Regions from separate parts of the Sus scrofa genome. Here region 1 is linked to region 2. Evidence: chromatin contacts called from public Hi-C data. All regions are on one chromosome and are shown on one strand. The core of a region is the stretch at or near the end of the contact, and the rest is flanking DNA. Distances in the headings are between cores, read along the strand shown. Region 1 has its middle 36 kb from the start of SUPT7L. Region 2 overlaps BABAM2 (BRCA1-A complex subunit BRE).

What was found. A called contact is a pair of places that touch in the nucleus more often than the background predicts.
Region 1: a contact with region 2 is called in a Hi-C map of embryonic fibroblasts, with 3 times the contacts expected there. A contact is called at or near these places in 10 of 47 Hi-C or Micro-C datasets (embryonic fibroblasts, fibroblasts, heart right ventricle and 5 more).

What each region holds. Positions count from the first base shown.
Region 1 is chr3:111,493,047-111,498,449 of Sscrofa11.1, reverse strand. No RefSeq gene overlaps it. Among named protein-coding and RNA genes, the nearest start is that of SUPT7L, 36 kb to the left of the region's middle.
Region 2 is chr3:111,270,030-111,275,574 of Sscrofa11.1, reverse strand. The region is part of intron 3 of BABAM2 (BRCA1-A complex subunit BRE); the gene reads left to right. Among named protein-coding and RNA genes, the nearest start is that of BABAM2, 56 kb to the left of the region's middle.

The DNA of each region.
Region 1 (5,403 bases), core at 1,245-3,744, 220 kb before region 2:
CAAATGTAGTTATTATCAGCATCATTGTGATCTTGCTAACGTCTGCTAGGTAAGGTCCTGCTCATTTCTTTAAATGAGTCTCACTGTCTTGAGTCTCATTGTCTTCAGGAAGCTCTTGTTCCCCTGCTTGTTAGTAGGCTCTCTTTCCCCACTAGCCCTACAGCACTTTGATTTCTGGCCCTTGCTCGGATGGTCCCATATCCGTTAATTGTATGTATGCAGTGTGCTTGGGTCATTTATGTTTGCGAGCCTTATGAGCTGGGGACAGGAACCATCTCACTTTGTACGCTACCTGTTCCTCATTGCACCTCCCAGTTCACAAAATAGGTGCTCTGTTAACTGTTGCTTTACAGGGGTGAGGGTTGGAGGGCAAGTTCTAGTCCTGGACCTTTCTACCCTTGGGTTTTGGGGGCGGAGAAGGGACCTTTGAGCTGCTTTCATTTCCAGAATTTGTTCCAGACAAGCTGGACAGTCTAGGCGATAACCGTCTTAACAGGGTTAGTGCAGGCAGAGGCTTGGATTCCTATCCTACTTGGGGCAAAATCAAGCGAAACTACCCCTTCCCGTCAAGAAGCTCTGGATTCCAGCAGATGGTTTTAATTTGGGCTTTAAGTCCTCTGCTGGCTCTGGAAAATCTTGATCGTGAGGCTTGGCTCTGGTTTCCTCTGGCTGTCACGCACACCGCTTCAAAAGTCAGTGCAACTGTGGCAAGAAGTGACCACAAGAGGGCAGTAAAGACCCATCACTATGCAGCAATTTGCAGGTGGGGCTCAAAGCCAGTAGACGAGCGTTTCAAAGCAAAGCAAGAGTAACAATCAGATCCTGAACTCTCTCAAAATCAGGATTCTGAAAGGGTTTGGGGCAGCAAGCTGGGTCAGGTCACCAGTGTCTTCTCAGCCTGTTTCTGGTGCTTAGTTCCACCTGGAGAAAGTCTTTCTCTAGTTATAATGCAAATATTTTATGGAGGAGTTTAGGCATTGCCTATCTATTACTTACACACTGTCTTACAGAGAATTTTTCACACTTGTCTCCCCCCCCCGCGCTGTCTTTATTGAGGAACAATTGACAAAAATTGTATCTAATTTGATTGATATTTTGATATATCACTCATTTCCAAACTCTGAATTTTTATTTATCAGACTTAAAAGGTAAAAAGAGGAGACACTATCACCTCTGTTTAAGGAAACTGAGGCTCAGAAACCGGAAGAGACTTGCTCAAAGGCATGCCAAGTTCATGGTGGAACCACGATTCCAGATCCTCTGCTTATTCCTTCTAGTTTTCAGTAGTTTATGTTTGTAAGCTTTGCGAGTTTCTGGAGCAAAGACTACATCTGGTTCCTCTTTTTGTCTTGGAATGGTGCTCCCTTAATCTTGAGGGCTCTGAGTGGGTGTGCTGTATAAGGTTCTGCCCTTTAGGAGTTGGATTCCATGATCTCTCTCTTATCCCTCCTGATTCAGTAATTCTGTGATTTGGAGGCACAGCCCTAACAATGACAGTGGCAGCCCTGAGTGATCCTACTGGCAGAGCATTTCAACAAGGGCAGCCACTTGGCTACCAGCCTATAAAGATCTATCGTTAGCAATGCCGCGAGGGCGGGGGACATTTGGGCAGTTTCTCAAATTGCGCAGCCTTATGGGAATTGCCTTTAGGGGAGGAGAATGAAAAAATATCTAATTTTAGCAGTTACGTATAGGAATATATACTTACGTACACACATGTATATGTATGGTGTAGAATGTGGTGAAAAAAATTTTTTTTTTTTTTTTTTTGCCACACTTTTGGCATGTGGAAGTTCCGCTTCAGAGCCAGGGATCAAACCTGCGCCACAGCTATACCAGAGCCGCAGCAGTGACAATGCCAGATCCTTAACCCACTGAGCACCAGGGAGCTCCTTTCTTTTTTCTTTTTCTTTTTTTTTTTTTCCCCCCTGAGGTCAATTTTTAAAGTGAGTTTATTTGAAGAAGAACATGAAGCCAATAATGCACGGTGGCCTGCAACACGGTACCAAGTGTAAAGGAGGTGTACCAATGAGTGAAGTTGAAGGAACTGTGGTGAGGTGGGAAGGTGTTGTAACTAGAGTCACAAAACTAATCTGAAGTCTGGCTCTGTCACCCAAGCCATGTAACCCTGATTAAGTTGCTGACTATACACAAGTCTCAGTTTTCGCATCTGTAAAGTCAGAAAAGAATTCTTGCCCCCCTTAACACATGTGAGAATACATGAAAGCACACGGAAGCCTGGAGGACTGTGCAGGTGTCCACTGGAGCTAATACTCCCATTCCCACTTCCACCAGGGTCTTTCGGGACCTCTTCACCATCACAGAGGATGCCTCCCAACTAGGGTCTGTCTCCCAGATCCCCAGGACCAAATCCAGTTCAGTTTGTTGTCCACACCTGGGTCTGCCATTCTGCGAGGAGGAGGAGGAGGAGGGAGGGGCTGGAGAAACCCTGGAATGAGTCCGGGAACAAGTCCCAACACATCACTGTTTGCTTTGTCATCCTGGTTCAATGACCTCATACAAGGAAGGGAGGGAGCGGAGGGAGCTGTTCTCTTCCAGATACCTAAGGAGGCTTCTGACATCTACTCTTTCCCTTGTCATGAGAAGAGCAGGCGCCAGGCTGTGATTTTTAAGGTCTGAGCTAATCTTGGCAATGAAAGAGAATGGCACCTCCCACAGCTGGCCAGACGAGGCTTCTTGCGGAGCTGCCTGGAGCAAAGGGGCAGGGGGGCTGCCGTGGGTGTTGGAATCCAGGCTGTTACCCCTGCTCCCTGGAGGGGCTCCGGAATACACAGCCCTGTCCCCAAGTCCTGACCAGCCTTAGTGCTACTTGGGTGCGTGCAAGGCACTGGCATGTCTCCCGGTTGAGGATAAAGAGCCCAGGGAGGACAGCTTTGAGTTGTTCCGAATCTAGTGCCTATGGGACAGCCAACTGGGGTGGACAGTAGCTTCAGCGACCCCAGTGTCATCATCCTCACATACTCCTACATCTTCACACACAATATTCAATGAGGACTTTCTGAGCACCTACTGTGTACTAAGCCTTTTGGGGAAATGAGACAGCCAGCACCTGCACCCAAAGGCTATGTAGGATCTCAGAGTCACCTTTTTACCACTGGGATTCCTTTTGTCATCCTTACCCCAGCCCTTCTGCCATCCTTAATTAATGAATAATTAAGGTGTAAATAAATTATGTTGTCAGCCAGACAAATTGCATTTTTACGGGGGTCCTTTCCAAGTTTTTTGTAGCCAGATATTTATGTAACTGCAGATAAGTACTTCTGCTCAACAATAACTAACAGGGCTATACTGAGCTAGTATCCAGTCTGACAAAAGCAACAAAATTTAGCATTGTAGCTATCCTGATTATCCTGGTTGGGCTCTTTAAATTTTTAAAAAGTAGCCGGCAGACTCCCTGGGGAGTCCATTCAAGGTTTTAGATAGAGGTGGTGACATGACACCTGGGTTTTGAAGGACAAACAGGAGCTCACAATCAGGGAGAAAGATTACTGCAGGCAGAGGGGGCAGAAGGATCCAGGTGCTGGGCCCAGTGCCTCCATACCCGGGCTGGTCAGGTGGATCAGGCTGTGGCTTGAACTCAGAGGGTGGAAGCTGGGGTTTGGAACAGAGCTGATGAGGGTGCAGCTGAGAACCAGGAGTCTTACAGGTGAATGTTCTAGTCTGGTCACATGCTGGTTCTGGAAAGACTGAGGCAGGAAACCCCATTAAAGTCCCTTTGGTTCCTGAGGGCAGGAGGGAAAAAGATCGCAAAGGACAAGCCAAAAAGTTAGTCTCCCACCCTGGCTGCCCCGCCCTTTAGCTCCGAGAGCAAACCATTTTTTTGTGATTTTTTGGCTCATCTTGTAAATGTTCCAGAGTCAGAACAGGCTGTGCCATGGCTGAACAAACCTGTTGAACAAATAAACAAGGCAGGCTTCAGGGCTAGGAAAGCACTAGACGTGGGCCCCCATCCAACCAGGTCCATGGGTTCTGGCAAGTCTGTCCCGAGGCTCTTCCTTTGACTGTGACAGGTGGGAGTGTGGGACTTTGGGGTCCTTGTGGCTCTGTGATCTAAGCAATTTGCCCACAGAGAGGAAAACTCCAGAGCCTCCAGTTGAGCAGCCTCCTTCCTTTTCACTCCACAGTGCAGCTAAGGGCGGGGAGAGGGGAGATGTAGAGGCAAATACTGAAACCAAAGGACACCTGTTTGCTTATTCATTCATCGGACCAGTGCCCAGTCTGTGCGGGGTGCTGTGCGGCTCTTCCCTCAAGGAACGCACTAGGAGCTGTAAATGCTCTAGCTGAGGAGAGAAGGTCACATTTCTTGTATATGCCAAGTTCTCAGCCACCTCAGGACCTTTGCTCCTGCTGTTCCCACCACCTACACCGCCAATTCCTCCTGCCTTCTTGTGTTTCAAGCTCAGCTTGGATGGCATTTCCTCAGTCTGGCTTTCCCTGACCACCCTGTGAGTGGTAGGCTTGCCCATCCCTCGCCGGCTCTCCGGCCACACTCTGTCACCCTCCTAGAATCTATAACAGCTTGGAATTATGTTCTGCCCTTCATTTAGTCAGTTATCTTCCACCTTTCTGATCTGAGTATCAGCCTACCTGAGGGCAAGAATTCTGTTTGCGTTTTCCACCTCTGGACGCGTAGCAGCTCATCCTTGTAGAATACGCGAATATTTTGGCCTGTGCTGTGTTTTCACACTGACTGCCTCATTTCGTCCTCTTGGCAACCCTAACGGAGAGATGTTATTAGCATTATCTACATTTTGGAGTGAAGAGACAGACATCCAGGGATGGTAAGTATCTGGCAGTTGGCAGGGCAGGGTTTGAACCTCATCTTCAAGTCAGGACTCTCTGTGCTTCACGCTACAGGCCAAATGCCGAGAGGCTCTGTGCCTGGCTCCAACTGGCTCTAACTAACCCTGGCTCAGGCTTTTTCTTCTTTTTTTCCTTTTTCTTTTGAAATAATTTCAGCTTACCAAAAGGCTGCAGGACTAGTACAAAGGACTCCTGTGTACGCTTCACTCAAATTCAGCAGGCGCAAACATTTTGCTGCATTTGTTTTGATGCTTTCTTTCTGCTTGCATGTATTTGTACATGTTTATACTTTCTTTGGACTATTTTAGAGAAAGTTGCAAACCCTTAAACACTTCAGTATGAATGTCGCAAGGAAATTCTTTTACATAAAATCAAAATCAGGGAACTTAATATTGATATAATGCATTATTCAAAGTCCAGCCATATTAAAACTACCTAATTGTTCCGGTAATGTTCTTTATAACGATATATACGTTTTTCTAGTCTAGGATCCAATCCAGATCACACATTCTTTTTAAATCCTTTAGTTATATCACTTCAGTTTTTGATGTAGAACAGTTCCTCAGCTTCCTTTCTCTT
Region 2 (5,545 bases), core at 2,250-4,749:
ACTGACTGGAATCCCCTACATGTTGGATTCAAGTGAGGAGAGCAGATGTTCTTGCCTTGTCCAGATTTTAGGGAAAAATATAGTGTTGGCTGTATATCTTTCACAGATCCCTTTATCAATTTGAGTTTTTTGTTTGGCTTTCTTTTTTTCTTTTTTTTTTTTGTCTTTTTGTCTTTTTAGGGCCGCACTCACGGCATGTGGAGGTTCCCAGGCTAGGGGTCTAATTGGAGCTATAGCCACAGGCCTACACTAGAGCCACCGCAATGTGGGATGCAAGCTGCATCTGCAACCTATACCACAGCTCATGGCAACACCAGATCCTTAACCCACTGAGTGAGGCCTGGGATCAAACCTGCAACCTCATGGTTCCTAGTTGGATTAGTTTCTGCTGCACCATGTTGGGAACTCGTGGTTTTCTTTTAAAATCAGGAATGGATATTGGATTTAGGCAAGTGCTTTCATCTCTTGAGATGATCATGTGATTTTTAAAAATTTTATCAATTATTATTGATTTCCTTTTTAATTTATCTTATCTTGTATCTCTGATGCCATTCCAGTTGGTCATGATGGATTAGCCTTTTTATATTCTGTTGGATTCAGTTTGCTAGAACTGTTTAGAATTTTGCATTTTATGTTCATGTGAAATTGTAGATTTCTTTTAATGCTTTTTACTGCTTTTAGCATCATAGCAAAATTGAGTTCAGAATAGAATGAGTTGTGAAGCGAACCCTTTTCCTCAGTGTTTGGGAATGGTTTGTGAAGAATTCCTATTATTTCTTCCTTAAATGTTTGGTGGAATTCTCTGGTGAAACCATTTAAAGTACAGATGAAATTTCCTTAATAGATATAGAAATCAGGTCATCTACTTTATCTCGAGTGTATCTTTAAAGGATTTGTCCATTTCATCCATGTTGCTAAATTTGTTGGCATAATGTTTTTCTTAGTATTCCGTTTTGTTTTAAATATACAAAATCTGTAATGATGTCATATCTGTTTTTCCTGATACTGGTAGCTTGTTTCTTTTCCTGTTTTTCTTTTTAGCAGTCTGGCTGATTTTTCAATTTTATCTTTTCAAAGAACCAGCTTTTGGCTTTCTCTATCTTCTCCGTTGTATTCGTTTTCCATTTCATTGATTTCCATTTTTATCTTTAATATTTCTTTTCTTCTCCTACTTTGGGTTTCCTCGCTCTTCTTTTTCTGCTTTGTTCAGTGGAAGCTGAGCCGTATTTGAATAGGGACTGTCTTAGTAAATGTACAGCATCTCGTGAGGGTACCAAGTTGGTGTTATTCATATGTGCTTACATTTCTATTAATTATCTTTGTATCTCAGGGTGCTTCCCTTTTATTGCAAGATTATGACACTGGCATTAATGTCTTCATATTGGAAAAGAGGGACTCATATTTTTCAGAGCAGGTAAAGCAGAGATTTTAAAATTCTGGATCAACCTGAGAACGAAAGGTGCTTAAGAAACCAGATTCTTAATGGAAGTTTATGGAGGGCCCAGATGTGCTTCTCTTTCTTTTGAGCTCGTCCTTTTTCGTTATTGTTTCAGTCCTTAAAGACATTGAGCTGCCTTCATCTTTAGGATATTTCAGCAGAAGTTTGCATAAGACCTTTTGGAACATTTGATGGCCATTTCAGATGGCACAGCCACTCCAGATCCCTTCAGGTTGCATGACAGACTTTCTGTGGCGTTATTGGGTTGCTGTTCCCCGTTGATTTTCACTGGATCATTAATCTGCTTTAGGGGAGATAATTGAGATTTCATATTTGCATTCTCCTGAAGGATATGAACCATGTATACATTTCCTAGGGTATGACATCATTCATATTAACTTTTATATTTGATTCTTCATAAATCAATCTTTCCCTCTTTATATTTATTTATGTGGCAGATATGACTCTTCTGTTTCTATTGAAATTAAAAAGTGAGACTTCTATCTGATACAACCAGCCTAACTCTTCATGAACTTTTTTTTTTTTTTTTTTTTATTACTTTTCCCAGGCTGCTGTCAGACTTCCAATTTATTGAAATCCTTTTTCACATTTCCTGAGTCAGGCAAGATCTTCTGATTCTTCAGCCAGTTCTAAATCAGCATATAAAAAGGAAAGCCAGCAGTGCCTTTCCCCTTCACATTTCCCTTTTGATGCCATTCTCATTCATAACCCACCACAAACCAAACACATAAAGACATTTAAAAAATTCTTGTTTTTCTTCCACCTTTGGATTGCAGGGCTAGATTGTAAGAGGAAGAGAACAAAAGGTTTTCGTAGGATCATGTCTTTAGTGATAGAGAATTAGAGCCATTTAAAAAAACCCAAAAAACAAAAAAACAAATTAACAAAAAATATGGCAAAATAGGAGGATGAATGCTCCAGGATTCAGGAAGTTCCAGGGAGTTTTATAGATACGAGGTTTCAGAGGAAGACCAGATACCTCTCACTTGTGGGGAAGATCAAGAGGGACAAGGGAGGAGAGAGTTACCTTGAAGAGAAAGAGAAAGGAACTAAAAAAAAAAAAAATGTTCACACGGTCCGAATAAAATGTATGTTTCCCTTCCTCCTGGGGCCTTAGAAATTAGACTCTTTTCCTATTATCGTCGTCCTGTATGGCCAACCCTGTTGGACAGCGGTGCTGTCAACCTCCGTTGATGTGGTTGCCTTCAGCGTATCGAAAAGTTCCAGCTCCATCTCTAGTTAGTTCTTCCTTTGTACTGACGCCCAAACCTCTCCCTCTGGAGACGTGCCAGTTTGCCACTAAATTTAAATAAATAAGAACATTTCTCATCAATAGGGGTGGCAAATTTAGCCCCTCTTTAGAGCACTGAGCAATTTATGACCATATGTTAAATACCATAAAACAGCTTTAAAGACTTGGTCCCTGGCCATTGCCAGATTGCTCCGTAGGAGTACGACAGCACGGCGAGGGGCTGGGAACGTTTCCTCCGGCCCTTGGAGGCCTCAGTAACTCACTGATGTCACAGCCAAAGGGGCCTGTTTTCAAACATTCCCTTTATGAAGGTGAAATACTAAAAGATTCCATTTTGGCATTTGGGTGCCAAGAAGGCACAGCTCCCTTTTGATTTTTAAGGGTCAGCATTAGTAGGGAAAGTGTTGTGTGGGAGCATGAGTGACTTGGCAGCAGTGAATCCAGAAGGCAAGTCTAGGAATAGGTAAAAGATATCCTACTCACTCTTTTTCTTGGAGCGTGAACTGGACTTTTATAAGGCATAAGCAAACCAGATATCACATGCTTCCCCATTGCTTTCTTTTTGCCAACTTTTATGGAATGAATATTAATGTTAAAAACAATTTTTAAAATTTCGCCTTATAGGGCTGCCAATTACAAGGATTTCTTTTCTTCCAGGAGTATGACTCATTATTTGGTGAACTCCAAATATTAGTTTTTCTTCTTACCATCATCACAGCCTGTGAATCATTTATGGCATTCAGTGGGCTCACGGCTGAGAAAAAAAAGGTGCGTGCCAGCAAACATGTGATGTTTGGTCAAGTAAGTGCCGTCTAGGACCTTGGGTGGACTTTTGACACGTGAGGAAAGCACATTCAAGCAGGGGGCAGTGTTGTTAAATTCGAGTTGGCACCGACAAGCTTCATGTACGATCCTTCTGACTGTTTCCCTCTGAAGGGTAACTCTAGCTACAGAGGAAGATGATGAAATTTGACTGTCAAAGGTCCAGGATTCTTAGCCTTCTCAAATGTGTAAGTGCCAGCCCAAGGGCTGATTTCCTGTCGGTTCCTGTGTGGTTTGCACTACATCCTCTTTGCAACAGATCAGTATTTTAGGTCATCTATCATAACTGCTGTCCTGTAAATTCTTGGCAATTTTGATCTCAGTTTGCAGAAGGCAGCTGGCAGACTTCTCTAGGAAGCGCAGCTGGAGAGCTCCTGTCTCCCTCTTCCTATGGCCAGGAAGTACACCATTGTTATTCATCCTTGCTGTCTTCCTTTGAAAGAACAAAAATCTTCAAACTTCGGCAAGTTCCGAAAGTGCTGGGTGCGCTTTGAAACGACCCTTGCCATTGGGTTGGTCTAGGGCAAAAACTGCAGTGATCTTTGACATGATTTATGAACCGTGGCTGGTTTTCCCCTAACACAGGTACATGCATCGGTGGAAGTTTTTCCCCTGTTGCAAAGGACATCGTGCTTAAGTCTTCAGAGTCAGGTCTCCAGGTTTCTTTCCCTTGATGGCGGGAATTTTAAATTCCTGTTACGAGCATCCATTAAGACTGTTCACCTCGGATATACCTTCAGGTTTTGCCTTGGGTTTTCACTCTTTGGAACCCAGAGATAAATCAAGCACATTTCTTCACTTTTTAAAGATAATTAGCCCTTTAGTTGTTGTAATTTGTCATCCAGAGTGGGTGAACTATGTCGTGGGATTTAGAAAAGAACGGTTTTCTTCCTTCTTTATGACTCAGAGGTCACATTTTGGCAACCTGATTGTATTCCTGTAGAATAGGAGTTACCTTTAGCCCAGTTCATGTACGAGGAAAACCTGTTGCTAAAGAGAATGCAAACCCATGTGTGAGTTCCTGCGAATGGTACCTGGGACCGTCTGTCTGGCACATCATTTCATTTCTACTTCTGACTCTTCTTCTTTGCATCTTTCTTTTTCATCCGTAGGGTTCAACATCATTAGCGTAGCTCTTGGTTTCTTTTGTGTCCTGGTTCTTAAGATGAAAAAAAAAAAAAAAAAAAAAAAAAAGCGAACTTTCTGAAGGCGGATTTTATGTCAGATTTATGGACATCAGGCCATGTCATCATGGAAACAGCCCACATCCTGGTGACCCACTAAGGACAGCATGAAGAAAGAGACTTGGATTTCAAGACAGAGGAGACCTTGTTATCCAGATTGTTTCTATGCAGTCAAATCTGTAGTCCTGGAAATAAACCTATGTTCAACCCTAGAGGCAGAGGCCCTGTGATCCCCGAGGTCTGTGTGACCCGCATAGTAGCTGATCAGGAATTGTCTGTTTATTAGATGAGCGAAACCAGAGCACTGAAAGATTATGTCTTGTATGGAAAAATCTTAATTGGAAGGATCCTAATTTTTAGTGGGACTTTCCGTGGGACAAGGAGGTGGCTAAAGATTTAGGAAAGAGCATCATGGTTCCTGCACTGAAGACAGGGAAAGAGAACTCTGGGAATTTATTAAACCTACCAGGTGGACATGCGTATTTAGAAAGAAGCAGAAAGAAGACCCACCAAAGTAGTTTAGCCAACACATAGGCTACAGCAGGACAAAGGGATTTTATTTGGTGAAGAAGGACTCTTAATTGATGAATCTCTTATTACAGCATGATGAGTACAGTACTTTGGGAAGAAAAGAACAAATGGAATCTCTCCCGAGAGTAGCAGGGCTTCTGATTCTGGGTGGGTCTGATAAGGTGATCGCAAAATGATGAGTTAGACCTGAAATATGTTGCTTGACCGTATGCCTGGAGTCTGTCATGCCTCAAGAATGAATGCTGCGCTGCTTCATGTTGAAATCAGACAATGTGGTTGCTCCTCCTGATGGAGAAC